Regions from separate parts of the Gossypium hirsutum genome. Here region 1 is linked to region 2. A link is a contact called in public Hi-C data. All regions are on one chromosome and are shown on one strand. The core of a region is the stretch at or near the end of the contact, and the rest is flanking DNA. Distances in the headings are between cores, read along the strand shown. Region 1 holds the start of LOC107954279 (polyadenylate-binding protein RBP47B'). Region 2 holds the start of LOC107954287 (pentatricopeptide repeat-containing protein At4g39530).

Region 1 (6,118 bases), core at 2,711-5,210, 160 kb before region 2:
GGTTATTTCAGCAAGTGTTTAAGAAGAATGAAGAAGAAAATGTCTATTTCTTTTTATTTGTTTTGCCTAAATTTTGATTTAATTACAAAATTGAAATTAACTTAATTTTTCTTTAAATTTTACTCCATTACCGTCCACTATCTAAAAATAAGGTATAATTGCCTTATTGGCCCTCCCACATTTATTAGTTAAGCTATTAAATCATCTAAATGCAATATTTACTAAGTTTTACTCCTTTTACAAACTAGTCATTTTTCTTTAATTAGCTATCTAAACGTTAAAATTTCTTAACCAAAATTTAATTTGACTCTAATTACTCCATAAATATTCTATAAATAATATTTATAGACCGACATGATAAAAATTTGTGGTCCCGAAACCACTGTTCCGTCACCACTGAAAAACAGGCTGGTACAGTGACTTAAAATTTCAATCATGAAACAAAAAAAAGTTTGAATGGTTATTAGAGACCGTACAATGAAGACTTAAACAAAAACATGCTATGTTCATAAAACTCCATCCAAATGCAGCAATGAGAGTCATGGTCAAACTATTATGCCAAAATCGCTATTCCAGAGATTATTTATGCATCTAACTTCAACCTAAGGTATAGAAACTCATTGGGGTCACATAGGTTTTATCAACTTGTAACGTTCAGTGGGTTAGGATGGTATGATAAGCAATAAGAATGGTAAGGCACAAAACAGCTACAAGTGCTTAAATCGGTTAAACATATGATGTTAGTCCCTAGCTTCTTCCCTAATTTAAGCTTTCAACTCACCCACCTTTCACCTTCCCTCCAGCAACTTTTTGTCTCCCAAAATTTTAGTTCGGAATTACTAGGAATAGGTTCAAGCATCAAGGAGTACAAAGTGAGTAAAAGAAATTACATTTTAGCTTGATTCAACATTCTTAACTCTTAAGCTCAAAGTTTCATTCTTCTCTTTCTCTCACTTTGATTTTAACCCAATTTGTGCTTTTTTATTACTCTCAATGCTTTTAACCTTCATTAAGCTTTTGTTCTTTCAAGATTTTTCAACTAAGCACTCAATTTTGCAAAGGTTTTATACTTAGCAATTCCTCCCTACTATTCATCTTTTTTTCCTCTTTCACATCCACCTTAATGTTCTACCTATTCCCTTGGTCTACCATGACCGATCATATTATTTATTATCCCTTTTCACATAATTGATAATTAGTATATCGACCAATTTAGCAATCCCTTGAGTATGATTCTTGGAATACTTTTGGTATTTTGTTGTACAATCTATATTGCAATTTGACTTGTACACTTGCAGACACCACATTTTATTTATATATTTAATTATATTATTCTAAGCCCCGGTGAACGCACGTCGGGGCACGATCATCCCTTGACATCTATAGTTTGACATCTAATCCAATTGTAACACAAAATTCAGGACTAAACAAAATAGACATTCAAATTTTCAATGAAAGATTAGGATGTTCAAACAAGAAGGGCTACCAAAGAAAACGTCTTAAAGGCTCAATATAAGGTGCTAAGGATATACATACATCCAAGGTACAATTTAGCTCTCCTAATCCAAACAATGCATTAGTTCATTCCTCAACAATCCCAAATAACCTTAAACATCCATTGTAACATATTATACCTAACCCAATCACCAGGTCCAGGTACCAAGCATCATAATTAACCCGAACTACCTAACGAAATTTCTATCCGGTTATTTACAGACTTTGTCAATATTAAAATATCTTCATTCTTTACTGTTTGAAAAGGTAAATCTTTAAGCCTATTTCAACTCGACTTGTTCCTCATATGTGGATCCTTGGTTGATGATCGCTGGAATATTTTTTTTGTTGTGCCATGGGGTATACCGATGATCCAACAAATTATATATACAATATTATAACAATTTTATCTTTCAAAAATTTAAGTGCATTTTAAAGTTGTTTATATGTTTCAAATATTGTTTTATCAATAGTTTTAATTAATATGACATTTAAATAATAACAATTGTATAAAACATAAGAGCAACTCATGCATCGCACGAGATAGAAAACTAGTACATATGTTACAAGGTTCTAAATAAACAAGTGTTTTCACATTACAGTTTTTTTAACACGGGGCATTCCTTCTCTTAAATATTTATTTTCACTTTGAGTAAATTACTCTTTTTACTTTTTTCCTTTTAAAATTATATTAGATAATTTACTTAAACATAACTTAATTATTATTTGTATATTACAATTTACAAGACTCTTTTAAAATTAATCTTACTGTTATTATTTTTTATAATAAAATGCTTTTGTTTACTATTATTTATAATTATTTTTCATAAATTAATTTTCTTGTTAGTACAAAATTTAATAATAAAATATTGTCATATCTATTTACTGTAATCTTTTTAATATTATATTTCAAAGTAACTTTTTTCGAATTATTTTAACAATTGACATCTCTATTTATTGTAATCATTTTAGTATAATAATCCAAACTTCATAATAAAACCTATATTTTATATAATATTAATATGTATTATCAATTTGTTATTTTAAGATTAAATGTATATTACTTTTTTCTGTTTCTTTTTAAAAATAATTACATCAACAAATATTATTAGCCCGTGCATGGTACGGATATACAAATTTATCATATATTACAAGATTCAAAATAAGCAAGTGTGTTCACATTAGTGCTTTTTTTTACACATGTCACTCCTCATTTTAAGCATTTATTTTCACTTTGAGTAAATTATTTTTTTTTACTCGCTGCTTTTTAAATTATATTAGATAATTTACTTTAAACATAACTTAATTATTATAGGTATATTAAAATTTATTAGACTCTTTTTTAGATTAATCCTATTATTATTATTATTTTCTATAATAAATTTCTTTTTGTTACTATTAATTATAATTTTTTACATAAATTAATTTATTTGTTAGTACACAATTTTATAATAAAACATTTACATATATATTTATTATAATATTTTCAATATAATATTTCAAGTCCAAATACTATAGATATAGAATTTTTTACTTTTCTTTTCTTTTTGCATTTTAATACTATATCATAATAAATAAAATATAATAATAACAAACTTTTCTCACTAGATTCAATTTTTTTTACTCAATCAAATCATCATCTCTAATTTTATCCCATTATTAATGTGCTCACTATCATGTCAACTCTGAGTTATGATTTAAAATTTTTTCAAAATTATTTATTCAAATTTATATGAGGTGGATTTAATCTCAATTGATTAATTTCTTTAAAATTATATAAAATAATTACAATTACATTAATATATTCAAATGGATGTGGGATTACTGTTCTATACAAAATCTTTTTTCTTTTATATATAAAAAAATTTTTTTAGTAAAAAATGACTCGTTAAATCAATGACCGGGAGAAGAGTGCAGTTTGTTCATCATTCATTAAATAAATTATCATTACAAATCCAGTTATGTATCCAAATTAGTGGATTATGCCACCAAGTAGAAATATTCTCATCACTCAAAAAAATATAATGAACGAGTTGATTTTTTGATACCAAAATATGATTAAACTTAACAAATTCAAACTCAAAACTAAGAGAATTAATATATGAAATCAAAAGTTCCAAGCATACTATATGATCAACCTTTAGAACCTGTGTAACTCTCTTAACCATTGCACACCTAGAAGAATGAATTTAGCCTCCAGAAATGCTAAGAATTGAGCAAGTCTTGACTGCTAAAAAGTCCCCTACATCGCCATGTAGGACAGCCCCAAACCCAGCTTTCTCATTTAACCGATCAATGCACACACCAAAGTTTAATTTGACCATACTCGACTAAGGTTTGTACCACCTAGTTGAAGTGGAAACAACACCAAAATTAATTCCAGAAGAAGAAAATCCTTGCACCATATCATTTGCATGGTAAAATTAATTTAGGATGGATCAAATCTTCCAAAAAATGAGTACAATTCTAAAAGATTCCATATAGCCATGCGAAGCAAATTCACAACAATCTCCCTACAAGAAGCTGGTATTAAGTTGGTTAAAAAAAATCAAAGGCACCACAAACATAAGATCACTGCCAAAATAACATGAAACATCAATCTGAATACCAACCAAAATACGATATACCTACTTAGCTAGTAAAAAGTGATTAAAAGTTGGGAGATCACTCCGCTTGCCTTTGGAATGCACAATCGGTTTCATCCTGTGTCATCCCACTAGAACCCTTCTACCCTTGGATCTTCCTCTAAATTCCATCCTTACTGAAACTAAATGTAGCAGATTTTGATTTACCAAATTATACCAGTAAGCCTAAATAAACAAATATTTGATTGTCTCAAGCACCAATTATGTCCTCTGTTTCTCGTCCATGTCCAACATTAATTTGCATTCTTACTTATAGTAATAATAAAGCACTTTTATCCACATTAACATTCTAATAGAAGTATTTAACCGAATTTTATGAGGAATACCAGTTTACCAATATTTTTAATTTTTGAAGTGCAATCCTCCTCCTCCTTGTACCTCCATGCTACTTTCACCCCAGAATTTTTGTTAGTCTTATAAAAATAAAATGAAAAAATATTGAAGCAGAAGTATGGCGACGATAACAGCTACACAACACCACCACCATCCGACATCGCTAGAGGAAGTCCGTACGCTTTGGATAGGAGACCTCCAGTTTTGGGTCGACGAGTCTTACCTCAACTCTTGCTTTGCTCACACCGGCGAGGTTCCCCATTCTCTCCCTTCTTATATATTCGTAATCTTTCTCTATGTCTAGATCAGTCTGGGTTTTGTTCTGTTGGTTTTTTTGAATCTTTTTCTACAATTTTGAATCTTATATGAAGTTTTCTTATCTTCTTAACATTCTTTTGTTTTAGAGGAAAACCATAAATTGATATATTATTGGATCAAGAATCGAGTTCGATAACAATTCTATCAAATTATTGTAAAGTTACTCGTCAAATCAAGAAGCTAAAAGTTACCGTTTATGCCTCAAATTATAACTTGAAATTATTTTAATTGCACATCGCACTCGACGACAGGGGTTTTTTTCCTTTTTTTTTTTCAAAGCAATGTGATAACTGAATAATGATTTTAGTGTGTGAAAGCAATTTGGCTGCTACTGCAAAACCTAGGGGCCAATAGAGGTTTGTAATAACCTATAGCTTAATCAACCTGACTTGCTTTCTGCACCAGTATTTTGGATGAGCACAAAGAAAGTGTTTGGTTAAGAATCTAAGCAGTACTCGGTGGATCAGGCTTGTTGAATTGATATTGATTAGAAGATAGGATGTTCTATCCTTTATTTTATCTTGTCATGTTGCTTAAACCTCCCTTTTTATACATACCCATTGTTGATGTAAGCAATTATAAAACTTGTGGAAACTCTGGAACTTTTTGAGCATTGGTTACAGAAGCTCGCAATAATTTGGTTAAAGTTAAAGGTCAAGTAGCATCAGATGTTATCATTTGACAAAGTTTCATACTGTATTTGTTGCCTTCTTTTAACTCGATCATTGAGGTCTTTTAGTAGATGCTGGATTTGAGATGAACTATTATTTCCATTCTCTGCAGCTAGTCTCCATAAAAATTATTCGCAACAAGATCACTGGCCAGCCTGAGGGATATGGGTTTGTGGAGTTTGTTTCTCATCAAGCAGCTGAAAGGATACTGCAGACTTACAATGGTACAACAATGCCTGGAACTGATCAAATGTTTAGGTTAAATTGGGCATCATTTGGCATTGGAGAAAGACGTACTGATCCAGGGCTGGAGCATTCTATTTTTGTTGGGGATTTGGCACCCGATGTTACAGATTATCTATTGCAAGAAACCTTTCGAGCTCACTATCCATCTGTTAGAGGTGCCAAGGTTGTGACTGATCCAAATACTGGACGCTCAAAGGGTTATGGGTTTGTTAAATTTGCTGATGAGATGGAGAGAAATCGTGCTATGACTGAGATGAACGGTGTCTATTGCTCAACTAGAGCTATGCGAATTAGTGCAGCAACACCAAAGAAGACCACTGCTGGTTTTCAGCAGCAATATGCGGTTGCAAAAGGTCAGTCTTTTCCTTAAATTTGTTTGAGAAAAACCATTTCCAGATTTATTTACTTTCT
Region 2 (6,117 bases), core at 3,287-5,786:
ATATAGAGATAAGGTGAAAACGGGTCTCCTTGTAGAATCCGCCCTTTGACATAATCGGGCCAAACTCTCCATCATTAAGCAAAACTGAATACTGAACAAAGGTCTCACAAAGCATTATCTAGTAAACCCATCTCGCAACAAACCCTAATTTCAGCAAAATATACCACAGGTAGTTCCGATCCACCTTGTCGTAGGCCTTACTGATATCAATCTTCATTGCAACTTCACCCACCTAATTGTTGATAAAAAGCTGCTGCTGAAAAAAAATAAAACAAAGGACTGAAGCGGAAGTAATAGGAATTCAGAGAAATTGAAAACAGTGACATTCAGCATGTATTCCATGAAGAGTACTTTAAATACCGAGATAGCTAACAACTTAGAGATATATTAGGACTCTAATAGTCTCTTGATAAATCTCCTAAATAGAAGGAACACTACTGGCATTAAACAAAGACTAAGTGTGTTTTTAAAACATACTTTGACTGACTCAACGACTAACTTATTCAATCAGTAACAAATAATTTCTACATTACCCTTTAACACTCCCCCTTAAGGTAGAAACTCTCCAACACCCAACAATTCTCTCAAATACATGAACTTCTTTGGTGGCAGTGGCTTTGTGAACAAATCAGCAACTTGTTCTTCAGTGCAACAGTGCTCCAACTTGATATCTCCCTTTGCAACCAGCTCTCTTATGAAGTGATGACGTGTTTCAATATGTCTTGTTCTGCTGTGATAAACAGGGTTTTTTGTCATTGCAATTGTTGACTGATTATCACAATAGATGGTAGTTGCCTCTACTTGTGTTTGCTTTAAATCATCAAGAATTCTTCGTATCCAGATAGCTTGACACGCAGCAGCAGTAACAACCATATATTCAGAGCAAGAAACATGATTAGCTTGTACGGAATATTCTACAAGATGTATTTACCTCCTTAGTGAAAAGGTTTTTGATAGATTGCAGAGCCAACCTTTCTCTCCAATCAACATTCTGCAAAAAGCAACCATTTGAAAGTCATAGAGAACGAAGAAGCCATCAAGACTGTAACCTAAGACAACCAATGTAAACGGAAAAGCTTTAGAATAGGCAACTTGTTTGCTAAAATCACTTTGAATAGGCAACATGTTTCAACCCTAAAATTATGGCGCGATATTCAGCAGCATTATTGGTTGTTATGCCCAAACCCTCGCGCAATTTGCATATCTGTTCAAATAGCATGTTATGGAAAGATTTACATGTGGAAAAGGTCTAATTTCTAAATGGTTAGTTGCATACCACATTTCCAGCATCAATTTTCAATACAAAGCATTCATCCTTGTTCAAAATTTAATGCAACTCCATAATCATAAACTAAAAACAACTAAAGCATTCAATGTAATGACACCCCTCGAGAGTAATGTTCTCGTAAAATTTTTCCTAAAAAGAGAAGGCTTCATCCAAAACAACCTTGTAATACCTCAAGCAGAAGCTGCTGCAACCTTTTTCTTTGGTGCTGCTTCAGTACCTAGATCATGATCCAACACCAGAATTGAAAATAGAAACAAACTCCAAAGATATGCTTCGAACAAAACAGAATGAAAAGAAGCTTAATTATAAACCCGTCAGCAAAAAGAATTAGCAACTCATTACCTTCTCTGAAACTCGTCTTGAACCTACGAGGGACATGGCGCAGATACCTCATCCTACCGGTTCCAGTGGTCATTCTTCTGATTGCCTTCACACTCCAGTTATCTGAATCCCACAATAAAGCAATTCCCCTTAGATTTAAGGACTAACACCAAATTACAATCCAATCGTATCATATAAACACATAAAAACGCATGTTCATTCAAAGTACTTGAAGTATTACTACTGGTATAAGCACATTTCATATCACATTACAACTAACAAATCTATGGTTCAGGAAGAAAACACATTGATTCGAACTACAAGTCCATAATTTTATATAGAAACATCTTAAAATTTGAATCACACCATTTTTCCCACCATATTCAGGAAATTGAATTCTTATATGAATAAACGCATTCAAAGTGAAACCCAAATAGATATTCATGTCAAAGATATTAGCTTTGATATATAAGCACATAAAGAAAGAAACCCTACTAGTCAATCCGAGAAATCTAGTTGCAAATTAGACTTAGGAACAAAGTTAACAACAAAAACGAAAAACACGATAAACGATCTTGATAACAAAGAAAAAGCGGACGAGGCACTTACATGTCCTCTTACGAGCAACAGGGAAAGCATAGGCAGAACAACGGCTTTTCTAGAGATGGAAGCTACGGCGGCCACACCTAACGCAGAGAGTGTGGGTCTTGTTCTTCTTTAACCAAAACTCCCTGTTCCCTTTCCCTGCACATTACCACTTTCAAATATACAAGTAGATCAAGGGGTGGAAAAAGAGAAATAAAAGAGAAATAAATAGAGATAATCCATGAAGAAATAAAATGAAGAAAGTAAAAGAAATGAACGATCAGAACCGATGGCAAAACCGATGGAAGGGAAAAGAAATTACCTGGAAGGGAAACGTGGGAGACTCGGAAGCTTGATGAGGGCAAAAAATGGAAAAGAAAAGATGAAAAGCAAGCGGAATCCCTAATCCACGCTGTGGGTGTAATAGGCCAGTAACCGATTCGGGCTGTAATGTGATTACAGCAAACCAAACACCCATTTGGTTGTGGGCTCGCTGCATGCATTCCCCCAACCAAACGTCCCCTAAATGTTTGTCAGGTGATGCGACGTTCTCAAACTAACATAGCAACTTCTCGATAAATTTGTACCTACATATTTTAAATAACACGTGAGCTATAAAGTTATCTTAAAATTTTATTAACATTGAGCTCTTTAAAATATTCATCCAATTAAGTTCACTTAAGCCACATTTAATGGTTTTAACCCATTTATAAACACTTGTCAAGTTAGGGCTCAACTTTAGTCCTACTATTTATTATCAAATCCAAATATGCATACGTTTTCAGTTTGGTCGATCCCATTTTATGAACTTTTAAGTTTTAATTTCCCTTTCCCTTCTGTTAAATCAAACTTTATTTAATAATAAGTTTTGATATAATAAATTAAAATAATTTTAAAATAAAAAATAAAGTTTAACAAAATTAGTAAAATGATATTTAAATGAAATTTGAGAGATAAAATTTTGAATCTTATACTTTGAATTCTAAGAAAATTTTTAAATCAACTTTTAAATCAAGTTAAAATGATTTCAATCAAGTTAAAATTTTCCTAATCAGTTAAACTGTTTTTAAAACAAGTTAGAATAGCTTCAAACCAAAAAATATTGATATATTTTGGCCAAGTATAAATAGTTTCAAAAATATCGATACCTCCTTAAAAATCGGTACCAAATTGACATTTTGTTTCTCAACTAATTCAACTAAGTATCGATCCAGTGTCGATACTTTTTCATATGGTATCGATAAAAGTCCACTGGAATCGATATCTTTAGCTCCAATAGTCACTAAATTTTACATTAAATGCAAAAAATATCGATACGCCTCTTTAGCTAGTATCAATACTTGTAGTTGCAGATGAATTAAATACAATGGTTATTTCATCCCCAACGGCTCTATTCATATCTCCAACAACCACGACAGATAAATATTAATTAGAGGGTATAAATACCATCTTCCAAAGGTCCTACAACACAAGAGAAATTATCAAGCTTAAAGGTCAATAAAAAAATAACATTGTGCTTACAATTCTCAACAATTTTCTTTAAACACTTGTGAGCTTTCATTATTTTCATTCAGCTAAAATGTTTCTCTTTGTAATTGAGCTTAATTTACAAACATTCTGGTATTGTAAGAGTTATTTCTTTATTTGCTCATTTGTATTTTTTTAGAAAGGTTTGTATCTTAATGTTGGGATAAAAACCTTAATGAAGTTTGTAAAGTTAAACCTAGTCTTCAAAGTTTATCAAATTAGTGAATTTGAGAAAATTCTTAGTAGTGAAATGCTAAGATAGTGGAGTAGGCATCGATGATTGGAATTCAAGTCTATCTACAATATAAGAGTCCTAAAAGATTTAAACACGATAGAATCTTATCCCTTAGAATTACAAATATTCACCATGATAACTCTAGTTTTACTAGAGTGCTTAACTGGGCCACTAAAGCTTCAAGTAAATAGATTTATTCATGTAATTCACGAATTCAAGTCTGTTCATATGGGTCAATGAATCCTATTTAATCAATTTACCTCCATGAGACATTTGGTGTGCACTCGTCAGGTTTTGATCCGTGACCTATAACACTTGTATTAGGAGTCAGATTATGTTTTGTCCCCTTTGCACAAAAAATAAACAACTTAATTCAAGTATGTTAGATCAAATAACAATTTGTCCTTCTAATTAAAATTTCCATTTATTTCTATGAATAAAAATTGGCCACTATATATCAACATGAGGACACTTAACATGCCATTCGTAACAATCTAATTTTTACGCTAGCTAAACTAACTTTTTAAATGTTGAAGTGAATAATTTTTTTATCAGAAAAAATTACTACTGAAAAAAAAAGTATATGGATAAAATGCAATTTTATGTATATGGATAAAATGCAATTTTATTGTCTCTACTTTTCTCTACTGTACTTTGACAGAACATTTTGCTAAGCTTACAACTGAATAGCTTATCACTGAACCTCCCTTCAAGGTCTATCTTCTGCTTGGACTCCAATTCTCTTCCTTTTCCCTTGTCTCCAACTAAAAATCATAAATGAGATGCTGATAAGCCTCCAAACCCTCCATTTTACTCCCAAGAATGAAACCAACAAGGCTTGGAATTCAATAATCAAACACCAAACCAAGCTCAAAAATGACCATACAATTCTCTCTACATTTACCCATATGCAATCTCTGGGTTTAACACCCGATAAGGCCTCTTTGCCTTTGGTTTTAAAGGCCTGCCGGAAGCTCAATGCCATTGAAACTGGCAAGAGAATACACTCGAGTATTCGAGACACTAACTTGATCGAGGATGTTCGAGTTGGGACTGCCCTTATTGACTTTTACGGTAAGTGTGGTTTCCTTGAAGACGCGCGTAAGGTGTTCGATGAAATGAGTGAGAGGGATTTGGTCTCATGGAACGCAATGATATCAGGGTATGCGGGGTGTGAGGAATTTGAGGAGGTGGTTTTTTTGGTGATGACGATGCAAAGAGAGGGTTTTAGGCCGAATTCTCGTACATTGGTAGCGATGATTTTAGTGTGTGACAAGGTTGCGGAAGTGAGGTTAGGAAAGGCGATTCATGGTTATTGTTTGAGGAATGGGTTGTTTGATTTGGATGCTCATGTTGGTACTGCTTTGATTAGCTTTTACCTGAGTTTTTTTGATGTGAGGGCTTCTCATCTTGTGTTTGATTTGATGGCCATTCGGAATACAGTTTGCTGGAATGCTATGATTATGGGGTATTTTGATGTTGGAGAATCCTCGAAAGCTTTGAGACTTTTTGAGCAAATGCTCATGGATGGAGTCGAATTTGATTCTGTTACAGTGTTGGCTCTTATTCAGGCCTCCGCAGAATTTGGATCTCTTGAATTAGGTGATCAAATTCATCAAATGGCTATTAAGTGCAGTTATAGCAATGACCTGTTCATCGTAAATGCATTGATTAACATGTATGCAGAGATTGGATGTTTGAAGTCAGCATGTAAACTATTTGATGGTATTCCCACACGTGATGTTGCTCTTTGGAATTCTATGATATCTGCATATATTGACTACAGCTATCATGGGGAAGCCATTAGCTTGTTTATTAAAATGCGAACTGAAGGCAACAAGGAGGATGAGAGAACTACTGTTCTTATGCTTTCTTTATGTGCTGAGTCAGCTGATGCTTTAAGAAAAGGTAGAAGCTTACATGCACATGCATGCAAGACTGGGATGGGGATGGATATTAATATTGGGAATGCAATTTTAAATATGTATGCTGAACAAAATTGTATGGATTCTGTCAGAAAGGTTTTTGGTCAGATGAGTAATGTAGATGTAATCTCGTATAACACATTGATCCTAGTTCTGGCTCGGAACAAGTTGGGTATTGAGGCATGGGAAACCTTTGGTATAATGCGAGAATCTGATGTTAAACCTAACTCTTATAC

The links. Hi-C and Micro-C count contacts between places; a contact is called where the count stands out from the background.
Region 1: a Hi-C map of leaf shows a contact between it and region 2, with 1.9 times the contacts expected there. The contact joins the promoter of LOC107954279 here to the promoter of LOC107954287 in region 2. A contact is called at or near these places in 3 of 34 Hi-C or Micro-C datasets (anther and leaf).

Annotation. Positions count from the first base shown.
Region 1 is chrD07:19,649,597-19,655,714 of Gossypium_hirsutum_v2.1, reverse strand. LOC107954279 (polyadenylate-binding protein RBP47B') reads left to right here and starts at 3,960. Exons shown (of 8, transcript XM_016889786.2): 1 at 3,960-4,725; 2 at 5,574-6,060. The coding sequence starts at 4,591.
Region 2 is chrD07:19,486,298-19,492,414 of Gossypium_hirsutum_v2.1, reverse strand. It overlaps LOC107954287 (pentatricopeptide repeat-containing protein At4g39530), which reads left to right and starts at 4,536. Exons shown (of 1, transcript XM_016889802.2): 1 at 4,536-6,117. The coding sequence starts at 4,739. It overlaps LOC121219078 (a long non-coding RNA gene), which reads right to left and starts at 2,720. Exons shown (of 5, transcript XR_005915675.1): 1 at 2,219-2,720; 2 at 1,631-1,732; 3 at 1,448-1,505; 4 at 932-1,049; 5 at 1-256.